Linked DNA regions of Mus musculus: region 2 is linked to region 1. Evidence: chromatin contacts called from public Hi-C data. All regions are on one chromosome and are shown on one strand. Each heading gives the region's core, a stretch centred on a gene start, on an enhancer-like site or on the middle of the called end of the contact. The rest is flanking DNA. Distances are from core to core; before and after follow the strand shown.

Region 1 (5,631 bases), core at 895-3,394:
CAGTCCTCTAAGGGGTGTTGGGAAGCAGATGGAGGCTCCCCAAAGCAAGATGGGAAGCTAAACTAATCAAATCCGCAAGCTCTGGGTACAAATGAGAGACCTTGCCTCAATGTATGAGGTAGATGGCGAATGGTCAAAACCCCCAATGTCAACCCCTAGCTTCAACACACCTTTACCTGAACACATAAATGCGCGCACACACACACCAAACAGGCATGCATGCCACATATACATATATGTGTGAAAATAAAAATGTAAATATAAAAGAGTAGGGTGGTGCTGTCCCTGCCTGGCCCAGAGGACCTTAAAGCCCCACCCCTTGTCCCATATGAGTCTGGGATGCCTCCTCAGCCCCTGCTCCTCCCCTGGAAACTCCTTCAGCACCTTTCCTGCTCTGCCTTCACTCTCACAATTTCTGGTTTAATGTGCACAATACAATTACGGCAAAATGAGCTTCCCATCAAACCCCAATGACTTCCTTCCCTCAGCCTACCCCAGCACCACCAGCCGGGTAGTGCTTCCTCCTCTTAGGCTATGGAGATAAATTCCAGGACATGACTTCCTGAATAAGTATCCCTCTCCCCCCACCTCCCAGAACCCTACACATAACCGCTCCAGAGCCAGGGTGGGCTTTTATAGGACAGGAGTCAGGTCAGAGCTGAACAAAAGAGGAGTACCCCAGCCTGGAGCTTGCTTAGCTCACTGTCTCTACAAGGCTCTTCTCTAGTCTCTACTAAGTCCAGGATGGGGTGGAAAATTCAAGAAGGAGTTGAGAGAGTGTGCAACCTAGCCATTGCCAAGGTGGAGGGGGAAGTCCATTCAGAAGTCATCTGAGGAGTATTAGATTTTAGGCAGAAAGAGAAGAGAGGGAGGAGGAGAGGCTGAGTCACACTGTCCTGTAGGGTAGAGCCTTATCAGTGCTGCAGATGCCACTGGGGGACAGAGTCTGAGAGAGTTTCCATCTCATCAGCCAAGGAACATGTCTCCTTTTGAAGGTGTCTGGGGGTGGAAGGTCTTGCATCTCAAGGAAGCAGGCTTAGTTAATATGTCTGGGCTTCGTAGCAGAGGTGGGGGAGCAGGGCATTTGTGACTGAGGCTTCACGGGGAAGATCACTCTCCCATGATGCTTGGCTAATGTGTGACTCATGTGAACTGACGATAGTCTGGCTGCCTTTGATCTGAGCTGGGATGTGGCTTAGAGCCTGATTACCTAGAGGTCTGGCTGCTCTTGAATAGAAGTATACATGCTCTCTCCAAAACCACGCAGCCCCCCAAAGGCAGGAGGCAGTGACCCACCAGCCACATTCCCCATACCTTGGTAGGAGACGGGTGTCAAATGCAATGCTGGTACCCTGCCTATCTAGGCTGAAGTCACTTTTGAGTCAAGTTTTCCTTGGCCTTAGTCAAGGCCCTGAGGTACAAAGTGACCTGTCTTAGGACGCTCTGGAGGAGACACTGCCAGCACAGATGGGAGAGTGAAGCCAAGGTGTGGAGCTTCATGATGCCAAGAGCTCATGACACTTTTGCTTCAGTGCCCCCTTCAGTGCCCAGAGCCTTCTCCACTGGAACCATCCCTTTTAGTCAATGGCTCATCCTGGAAACATTCTCGAAGCTGATTACCAGGCCCAATAATGTAAGACTCTGGTGAGAGATTTCCCCCCCACACACACCTTTGCCCCCAACACACACACAGTGAACAACGCTGAGCCGGGAATCGTTGCAAAAACAAGAGGAATTTTATTGTTCCAGCATGCTGGGGTCACCCTGCACAAGAAGAAGAGAGAACAAGGACTCTGCACAGCCCATTCGGTAAGTTTTTATACAGTTTTCAGAGCCGCAGCCATTGCGCACATTGTGATTGGCAGAACAGTGCGACTTTTAAACTGATTGGTCTTTAGGGAATGAGGTGGCAAGGACTTCCCTTGTCTATAGGTGGCCAATGGTCACAGAATGTGTCTATGTGCTCAGGACTTCCCATACCCGCAAGTGGCTGATGGTTGGTTCCTCCCTCCCCCCACCTTGTCTGAGGAATGTAATTAGCCCCTCCCTTCCGGAGGGGGTGGTGCCTAAGTCCTCTATGACCTTTCTCTTCCAGGAGAGGAGATGGAATTTTCCAAAGTTCCTGAGTTGACCTCTTCAGTGCCAGGCATTGGCATTGTGGAGATGAACTAGGCAGGTACTCTCCCTCAAGTACTTCCCAGCCCAGAAGGGGACAGGACCACACCTGAGGACTATCCTAAAGATCTGAACAGTGGAGACAGAATGAAGAGAGCTTGCTTGGACAGCTTTATGTAGCAGAGCTGGTACAAGTGACTTAGGCCTTGAAGGGTGAGTAGTTCATTGAGTTAAAACAGGTATTGTCCAGGTCTGGATAAAAGGGGAGAGGGCAATGATAAGACAACAGAAAAATGAAATGGGGCTTCAGTGGGGGAATATTTACAGGCCCAGAAACCCCAAACTGATGATCATAGGGTGATGTGACCTATGATCAAGGCCTATGTCCTACAGGTGTAGCCCTATACAACATCTGACTTTGGAGCCTGGCACCACAGTGGCAAGGTCTGGAGCACTTTGCCTTACTTTCTGGGCCTCACTGCTGCAGACGGAACAATGACGGACCCAGTGCTCTGAGCACACTCCCAAACACCCTGACTGGAGAGTAGGTGTGTGAATGGCAGCTATCACTGTCACGTGAATTATTACATTGATTTAGAAGGATCTGTTCAGTTCATAAACCCCAAATAATGGAGCCCAGCCAGTCATGAGACTTGCAGAACTATAGAGTCACTGGGGTAGAGCTGGTGCTGGTACTGGAGGCCGTGCTAAAAATGATCCCCGAGGTCTTAGTCCTGGCAGAGGAGAAACGCAGCAGGCTGGGCTGGGTAACTGTGTTGGCAATTTCCCCTTCAAAACCACCTGAACTGGAGCCCCATTCATTAGCATGAGAATGGCGCGCCGGCTGGGATCTGAGGGTCCAAAGGTATTTGTATTCGAAAGAGCTTCCTCTGTTCTTGGCTCAAAGTCACTGCGGCCTGAGCTGCGAGGCTGGGCGGGGATCCAACACACACTGCGGGTAGCCTGGGAAAGAGGGGAGTCCTACCCAAGTGGTTGCTCCGAGCCTCGGGACCACACTCAGAAATGCAGCCCAGAACACCTTCCCCATCCCAGCCCACCCGGAGCCATCCCTGTATTTGGGAAGCTCTCTTGTAAGTTCTTGAAATGTCTCCCCACCCCTCCAGCCTTTATTTCTTTTTAAATCCTGTGTGGAAGAAGGCAGGGGTTTGAGACCTGTGTGCCTCTCACAAAGGAACCTAGAGTTTTCAAAGGTGGAGAAGCACTGCCCAACGGGATTAGTAATAGTAACCATCATTACAGCTAGTGGTTGGGAGCTGCCCCTTGCCAGGCATCATGTTAGGAATTTTACATACATTATCCTCGGTGTGGCTCTCTTTTTAAAATTCATGCCACAATCCTGAGATGTGGTTTCAAGCCTCACTTTACTGATCAGGAAACTATGATGTGGAGGATAGTGTTAGCTTACCCAGGATTAAGAAAATAAATTTCCTATCTGGAGTATGGGCTACAGTATTAAGTTCCACACCTCCTGATTGCCCTTCCGGCTGCCCCTTTGGAAAGGAGTCCAGTGGAATGAAGGGATAGTTTGACAATTTCCCCTTCAGGTCCTCCCAGCTCAGGCTCCGGTCATCAGCATGAGAACCAGGTCTGAGCAGAAGACCCACCCTCATCTCTGGCCCTTCTCTATCAATCCTTCTCTGGGCACTCAGGTTTGTTTATCCCCCTAGGGATCTGCTGTGGAGCCCAGCATGATGGCATTTCTAAGGGAAAGGCAGGAAAGGCAGGGAGCAGAAAGATACCCGCCTAGTTTGTGTAGCACCCTGTGTCACCCTCAGGGAAGAACCCAGAATCCAGAATGGACCCCACAAGAATGTTCTTCACTTGTCTGCCCAACCTCTTCCTCTTGCCTAGTCCTTTTGTCATCTTCAAGCAGGCACCCCATTCTGTTCTCCCACCACCTCCGCTCTCCCTCCTTATCCTCACCAACAAGAATCCAAGAACACTCCAGTGCCTTAGCCACTCTGTAAAGTTCCCAAGTCTAGCCATACCGTTACTGACAACTTCATGGAGCCTCAGCTAGGTTACCATATGTTACCAAGAAAATGGGGTCCCCTCTCAGGATTCCTAGTTTCAATTATAAAAGAATTTTGGAACAGACTCAGAAGGAAGCTCTGGGACAATCCTATAAGCACTTGAAAGAAAACACCAGGTCAGGCAGGCTGCCTGGGAAAGGCAAAGATGCCCCAATCCTGAGTATGACAAGCCTTGCCACACCCCCACACAGATCTCCTTTCTCCACAATCTTTCTTCTTAATGTCCCATTCCATCAGAACTTTCAGGCCTCGTACAAGCCAGAAGCCCTGGTGTCTGCTTGTGTCTTGTTTCCCATCTGTCCTAGGACTAACTCCACACTGCTGCAGAAGACCGAGCATTCCTCCGCACTGGGGTGGGAGTGCTCTGTGTAACCCAGACAGAGTGCTGACTCAGTCTCGGGCATGGTGGTGGCATTACACAAGGGCCACAGCTGCCTGGGAAGCCACACTCTTGCTCTCCCTGAACCCCCAGAGGCTGTATGTAGGGGTAGGCAGGCCGAGTGCTCAAGGGCCCTGCCTTGCCAAGCTTTTTATCTGCTTCTCATTATCCTCGCCCTCTGCCTGAGAAGGTAATTAAATCTGTCTCCCATCAAAAGCTGGGGCTGGCTTCACCCCAAGGCCTGGCTGGCATGGCAGGGAAATAATGAACACTCTCACCAGCCCTGGAGGGGGCGGGTCTTAGTTGGCTCCACCCTCGCCCATCACACAAATCTGGGAGCTAACATTCAGTTCTCCTCAGGGTTAAAGAAAGAGTCTGAGCCTTCTAGGTTGTGGAAAATAGAGCCCTAGTGTCCTGGCCCTGAGGCTTGAGGTTCAGGATCCCCAGTGGGGCAGCTCAAAGGAAGAGTATGTGCCATGAGCTCTTCTTGTGGTTAACAGAACACAGGACCCGGAGCAAGTTTGCTTTGAGAGCTCAGAAGAGAGACAAGGTTCCCTTTCTTTTTCCCTTTATCTCACCAAGAGGATGTAATGATGAAGATGAAGGCTAAGAAACTGACACCGGTCTCTATGACCTGCCCCAGTTACAAAATGAACACAGGAAGGCTTCGTAGAAAGCGCTTTAGAGGATGGCAGGGAGGCACAGGAGAGAAGAGACAGGGATATGACAGGGAGACTGGTGTTGTGGGAAGAAGGCAGCAGGGAGGTCCTCAGGGGGTCCTGGAAGTAGTGGGAGTCAATGAAGGTTTAAGAGGTCAGAAGTTAGCGGGCCCCATGTGCAGGGCTGGAGAGACAGCTCCATGTTTAAGTGTGCCAGTTCCTGCTACTAAAGACCAGTGTTATTGGCACCCATGCTGGGCAGCTCACAACTTCATGAAACTCCAGATCCAGTGCCCCCTTCAGGTTTCTGCAGGTACCTGCAAGAGCAGTGTTGTAAGATGGAAAGAAAAGGGTTAGTGTGCAGTTCGGCTTGATCCCTCTATCTCAAGGCTCTCATTCTTGGCTCTGTCTGACTCAATAAGGA
Region 2 (5,631 bases), core at 1,106-3,605, 46 kb before region 1:
TTGCCCACGCTTTACTCGGGTACACCTTGAAGTGTCTGATGCATTGCTACCTGGCTCCCCAGATTTAGAGTAGCAAGAGGTGGCAGAACTCATCAGTGAACCCCTTCCTTCTGTGGAGGAAGTGAGGGGAATCCTGAATGAAGAAAGTAGCTTCAGGCCACACAGTTGTCACCTGGACTTGCCACTGGCCTCTTAGAGCCATCTGGCTGTCCTGCAATGCCCAGATACTGGGATCCAACAGCAAATCAGGACAGTTTCAGTTTGGATATAAAGAGGCTCATGATTGGCAGTGTGACCCCAGCTATTTAAGAAAGTTCTGGGAATTTTAGGAGGTAGAGCCTGGCTGGAGAAAGTAGGTCTTTAGGTGTCTCTTGTCCACGGTCCCTCCCCCCATCCCTCTCTGCTTCCTTTGCATCATGAGGTGAGCCTTTGTTGCCATTACCTCCTGCCACCACCATGCTGTCACTACAGGCTCATTCATGGTGCCAAGAACGATGAGCAGAAGCTGCCCAAGCCATGCACTAAAGCAGACCCTTCTACCCTTAAGTAGTTACTGTCAGGCATTTGTGACAGGGACAAAAAGTCTGACCTGGCTTACTGCCTTCTCGTACTATAGCTCATTCTCTCAGGTCCTTTCTCCAAAGTCAGAAGAAAGGGCTTCTCCTAAACGAGAGTCTGGCACTGTGAAGACAATGGGGAAGGTATCTCCAAAGAGGGTTCCCAGCGGGCACACACACATCTAGGGACATGAGGAACAGTGAGTCAGATATAGAGATGCTTCAGAAAGACTGATCCTCAAGGAGACAAAGGGTGACATAAATTATGACTTCATGTCCCCAATAAATCTCACTGTTATAGACTGCGTTCTGGCTGCAGGTGTAAATGCTAGACCCGTGATGGATGAATGAATGGGGTGCTTGAAATGAAAGAGCTTCTCTAATCTCCCGAGTGATGCTGGCCTGTTTTATGCTCAGTGTCCATTACAAGGATATGCCCAACAAATGTCAGTACCAACTTGTCCCAATTACAATATCTCTGGTGACCGGGGAATAAAGAGTTGACCTCAGAACTCTCTACCAAATGCCCAGTGCATAGAGGGACCAGTTCACAGGCCTCCTCAACCACCATGTGCATCTTGTCACCTCTTAGCCACATGAAGGTGCAGAGTGACTAATCTCTTACTATCCCCACAGTAGGGACTTTCCAGTTTATTCCAATCTGGGTTTTGTCTGCTGCTCCACACATCCAAGAGTGAAAGCTAACAGAGGACAAAGTCCTGTGTATAAAGATGTGGCCTAAACTCCTGGAGCCAGGTCCATCCACTTGGGCAAGGGACTTTATGTCTAGGTCCAAGGTCTTCTTTCAAGAGAACATTTGACTCACAGCCACCTCATGTCTGCTGAAACCATCACGGATCTAGTCTTTATTCCCTGGCCTCAGTAAAGTCCTGGTATTCAGAAAGCCTCTTTCTCAACACTCTTCCCACCTCTGAATATTGGATTCTGTGTTAAGCACACCAAGATGCATTCCATTGTGTGTGTGTGTATGTATGCATGTATGTGTGTGTGTGTGTGTGTGTGTGTGTGTGTGTTATAGATGTGGGTGGGTGGTATGTGTATGTGTGCACATGTATGTTGGTGTGTGTGTGTGTGTGTGTGTGTGTGTGTGTGTGTGTGTGTGTGTGTGATACATGTGCAGTCCAGAGGTTGCCATTAGGATGTCTTCCTGTGTCATACATTCTCCATCTTATTCTTTGAGACAGGATCTCTCACTGAGCCTGGAATTCACTATTTTGGCTAGATTGGCTGGCCAGTGAGCTGCCAGGATCTGCCTGTCTCTACTTCCCAGAGCTGGGGTTACAGGCATGAACTACCACATATGGATTTTGCTATTGAGTGTTGAGGCCCTAAAAGCAGGTCCTTGTGCTTGCACAGCAAGAACCTTACCCACTGAGCCATCCTCCCATCTTCTCAGTTCTGAGCCATTCTTTCTCACCCATACACTCAGGTCCTAGATCTCTCCTAAGTAGCTTGCAGCGACCACTCCCAGCTGTGCTAAGTTTCTCCTCCCTGTGCTCTGCTGCACAAGGCCACACGGTGCCTTTGCTCTTGTCTACTTGCTTAGCAGGTTTCTACCCTCAAGAAAAGGACAAACTATATCCTTAGGCTCCACAGTGATCTGTTACCCTGCTTGTTCCTTGTACAGAGTAGATACTCAGTAAGTGGGGACTGGACTACTGCCTTGGACTGAAATAGGAACCTCTTCTTTCCTGCCAATCTGAGAGCTCACCAGACACAAAGAAGCCACTTACTCAGCCTGCCCCATTGCCCAGCACAGAGAACTGGCACGGGATCTATGGAGAATGGAGGCCAATAAAGCTGGCCAATGCCATCCATCTCAGCAAAGCTAGGATGGCTCTCAGCAGTGGTTGGCAAAGCAAGGCTGCCCAGATGTTGGTGCTCCACTCCTGATTCTCAAACGAGTCACCCCCAAACTGCAGTCACCACACCTCCTGTGGGGCTCCAGACAGTTTGTAGTCACAGCCACAGCCCCTGGGTTTCCCTCTAACACAAGATCCAGGGCCAGCCAGCCTGTCTGCTTCCTCTGTTGGCTCACATCTGCTCTGCTCCTGGACAACTGAGGGACCAAGAAGATATCCCTTAGAGAGATTCCATGGTTACGTGTGTACATCCACTCTCCTTGAGCATGGCACCTCTGCTCTGGTCAGCAGGAAGACGTTGGGGACTTGTGACACATGGATCCCAGAGTCCCTTCCTTTTGACTACTGCCTGAGTGCCACCTACTTCCACCATGACGATATTCTCATTTAAAGATGAAGTCATTTCTTATTCCACAGATTTTGGAATGGCCAAGTTATCAATAACCTTGCAGAGGGAATGCATGTGTATGTGGGAAAATGAGAGGGTATTATATCTGTGCCAACATTTAACCCCTCTCATCTCTAGGGAGTTCATCCTTTTATCTGACCTAAATCTCTTTCAGTGCTGCTCTCTGTCCACCCACAGATCTTGGCCACTATTAGACAGTTCATTCTGGTGTACTCTCTGCTGGTTGTGTAGCCAGGATAGGACTGTCCTGTGACCTCACTTTAACTATCAGAGCGTAGGGAATGGTTTTCATCCTTGCCAGTTAGTTCCATCTGCCTTAATTACATTTTCAATCTTGTCACTTACTGTCAACTTGCATTTCCTCTAACAGCTGAGAATGCCCATGAGGGACTGGGTGAGGGGGTTTCCTGCCCTTCCTTGGCTACTCCATCACTGAGAACTGGTAAATTGCTGTCACCTGCCCTGGGGCACGATGAATAACAAACTGACTAAGTCTCCACCCCCACTCTCTACCCCAACTCAACAGTGCTGGCTTGGCTGCTGCCCAGCCGGCTGTCCACCTGACTGCTGACTGGCCCTGGGTCTCAGGGTGACCTGGCACTTGTGTCCAGCACACTGCAGGAATCTGGGAGTCTACCAGTCTGCCATGTGCTGGGCACCTGCTCAGCTGGCCTCACGCCTGGCTTCAGCTCTTTCTGAACTTCTGTGAGAATACTCACAGCTTATTGCTCCCCTGAAGTCTGTGCAAACTCTTCCACACAGGTCTGAGGGGGAGACTAAGGACAAGGTCCCAGAAATCGAATGAAGGGTAAAGGTGACTCAAAGGAAGAAATCACACATATATCAGCATAGCCCCAAACTTCGCTTTGTTATTTGAGCAGAGCATAAACCTGTAAGAAATCAAACAAGCACAGCCAGCGTTTGCTTCACGCCCCCTTTGCTATCAAACCACCCAGACTCCAGCCCCAGGCTGGGCTCTGCACTGGTGCCTAGATGAACCTTGTTCCAGACTAAGTTAAGCTATGACCCAAGGCTGAAGTCAACCTTGTCACAAGCTGGTCGGTCACCATGCTGAGCTAATTTCTATCCTGCTCAGGATGATTTTCATACCCTGAAGAATCCTACTGATCAAACCTTGACCTTGGTCTCTGAATGCACATTCTAACATCCGCTCTGACCAGCGACAGATCAAGAGAAACCAGCTGGCTGAGTGTGGGCCAGCCCCTGGGTCCGCATGTAGGTTCACAGGGTAGTCTTTAGTTCCTAGGCTACAGGTGAACTAGAGGCACCATTGAAGGAGAGAAGCCACAGGGCAGAGTAGGCAGGGGTGAGACAATGTTCAAGCCTTTTCATGAAGGTGTTTACTTTCTCCTCAGCACTGCCTTGTAAAACCATCCTCACCCCACTTTCCCATCTCCCAGGCCACCTTGCCAGCCTCCAAGCTGCCGATCACGGCACCCACAGTCCTGGTTTCCTGAAGGCCCTGTTTTCCTGTGCCTTCTTTCTCCTGACCACAAGTGGCCATCAGTACTGACCAGCAGTGGCTAAGGTTGGAAGCAAAGCAGGCTGGCGAGTTGACATGGCTCTGGAGTGCAGAGGGAAAAGAGACCTTCTTTGGAAAGCCTTTTTGCTCTTCTCCATCCCCTGCAATGTGATGGCTCTTCCAGGAAGTCTGCCCCAGCACCACAACCCCTCTCAGCTCCGTCCCACTGCCTTGAGCAGATCTATTGGCACCGGCCTCCTGCAGTTTTAAATACTGCTTTGTCTGTCCGTGAACTATTTCTCTGCTCTGGATGGCTGGGCTAAATCGGTCCTCTGGTGACATCAATACTGCACATGCTGGAAGTGACACCTCTCAGACCTTATCTTACACTTCTCAGAGGTGCATCGGGACAGTGGCTCAGCAGTTCAAACAGTGAGCTCAGCAAGGCAGAAGTTCATCACTCATTCGCACAAAGGTCTCAGGTTCTACGGCATTTCTGGGATCACCCGACGTGACTTGACTTAGCAAGCAGCTGACGGAAAGGAGTAGCAGTGAATACCATCAGGTGTAGTCAGCATGACCTCTCTCCACATACGTGTCATGCTCTCAATGTCTTGCAAAGCTTGGGAGCTTCAGGGCTGCATTGCTCAGGCTCTTTTTGGTACAAGGCTCCGGCCAATGGGTTGCACTCACTGCTCTGCAGAAGACAAGAAGAAGGTTAGGCCCCTTTTCCTTAGGCAGCAGAAGTATGTGACCCCAGCCTACTGTTCCTGGCAGTTTCTACAGAAGTTAGCTCTTTCAGCCTCCTGTATGGCCACTCTGCATCCAGGGGTTTCCTAGGACTTCCCACAACCTTATGCTTCTAGCCTGGATAATGATCTGATTGTATTGCTGTTACTGTTTTAACCTGGGTTGTGTGTGTGTGTGTGTGTCTGAGTATGGTGTGGTGTGTATATTCATGGGTGTGAGTGTGGGCACATGCATGCCATGACACATGAATAGAGGCCAGATGTTAGGTCTTCACTCTATCTTGTGTGCCAGGGCTTCTCAATACTGCACACAGCAGACTAGCCAGCCTTTGAGCTTCTGGGATTCTCCTGTCTCTGCCTTCTCTCTCACCAAAGACATACTGGGACTACAGACATGTACATTTCTATAACTGACTTTATGTAAGCTCTGGGAGTGTGAACTCAGATTCTCATGCTTACAGGGCAAGCACTTTACCCATGAAGCCCTCTCCCTGGTTTGTCATCTTATTTCATGAACACTCGACCCTTTATATTAAATCCCTTTCTGCTT

Evidence for each region. A called contact is a pair of places that touch in the nucleus more often than the background predicts.
Region 2: a contact with region 1 is called in a Hi-C map of the N1E-115 cell line, with 5 times the contacts expected there. The contact joins the enhancer-like site here to the promoter of 4930461G14Rik in region 1. A contact is called at or near these places in 3 of 484 Hi-C or Micro-C datasets (the N1E-115 cell line, cerebellar granule neurons and forebrain) and 7 of 115 datasets of contacts at active chromatin or transcription factors (embryonic fibroblasts and embryonic stem cells).

Annotation. Positions count from the first base shown.
Region 1 is chr9:58,453,029-58,458,659 of GRCm38.p6, forward strand. It overlaps 4930461G14Rik (RIKEN cDNA 4930461G14 gene), which reads left to right and starts at 2,145. Exons shown (of 3, transcript NR_040736.1): 1 at 2,145-2,328. Gm32820 (a long non-coding RNA gene) reads right to left here. Exons shown (of 3, transcript XR_379493.4): 3 at 4,189-5,631.
Region 2 is chr9:58,407,111-58,412,741 of GRCm38.p6, forward strand. No RefSeq gene overlaps it. Among named protein-coding and RNA genes, the nearest start is that of 1700072B07Rik, 39 kb to the left of the region's middle. Within about 2 kb of position 2,356, at least 25 of the 459 cell types and tissues checked have an H3K27ac peak or open chromatin away from gene starts, as enhancers often do. A contact at or near this core is called in the N1E-115 cell line and cerebellar granule neurons, where this site is marked.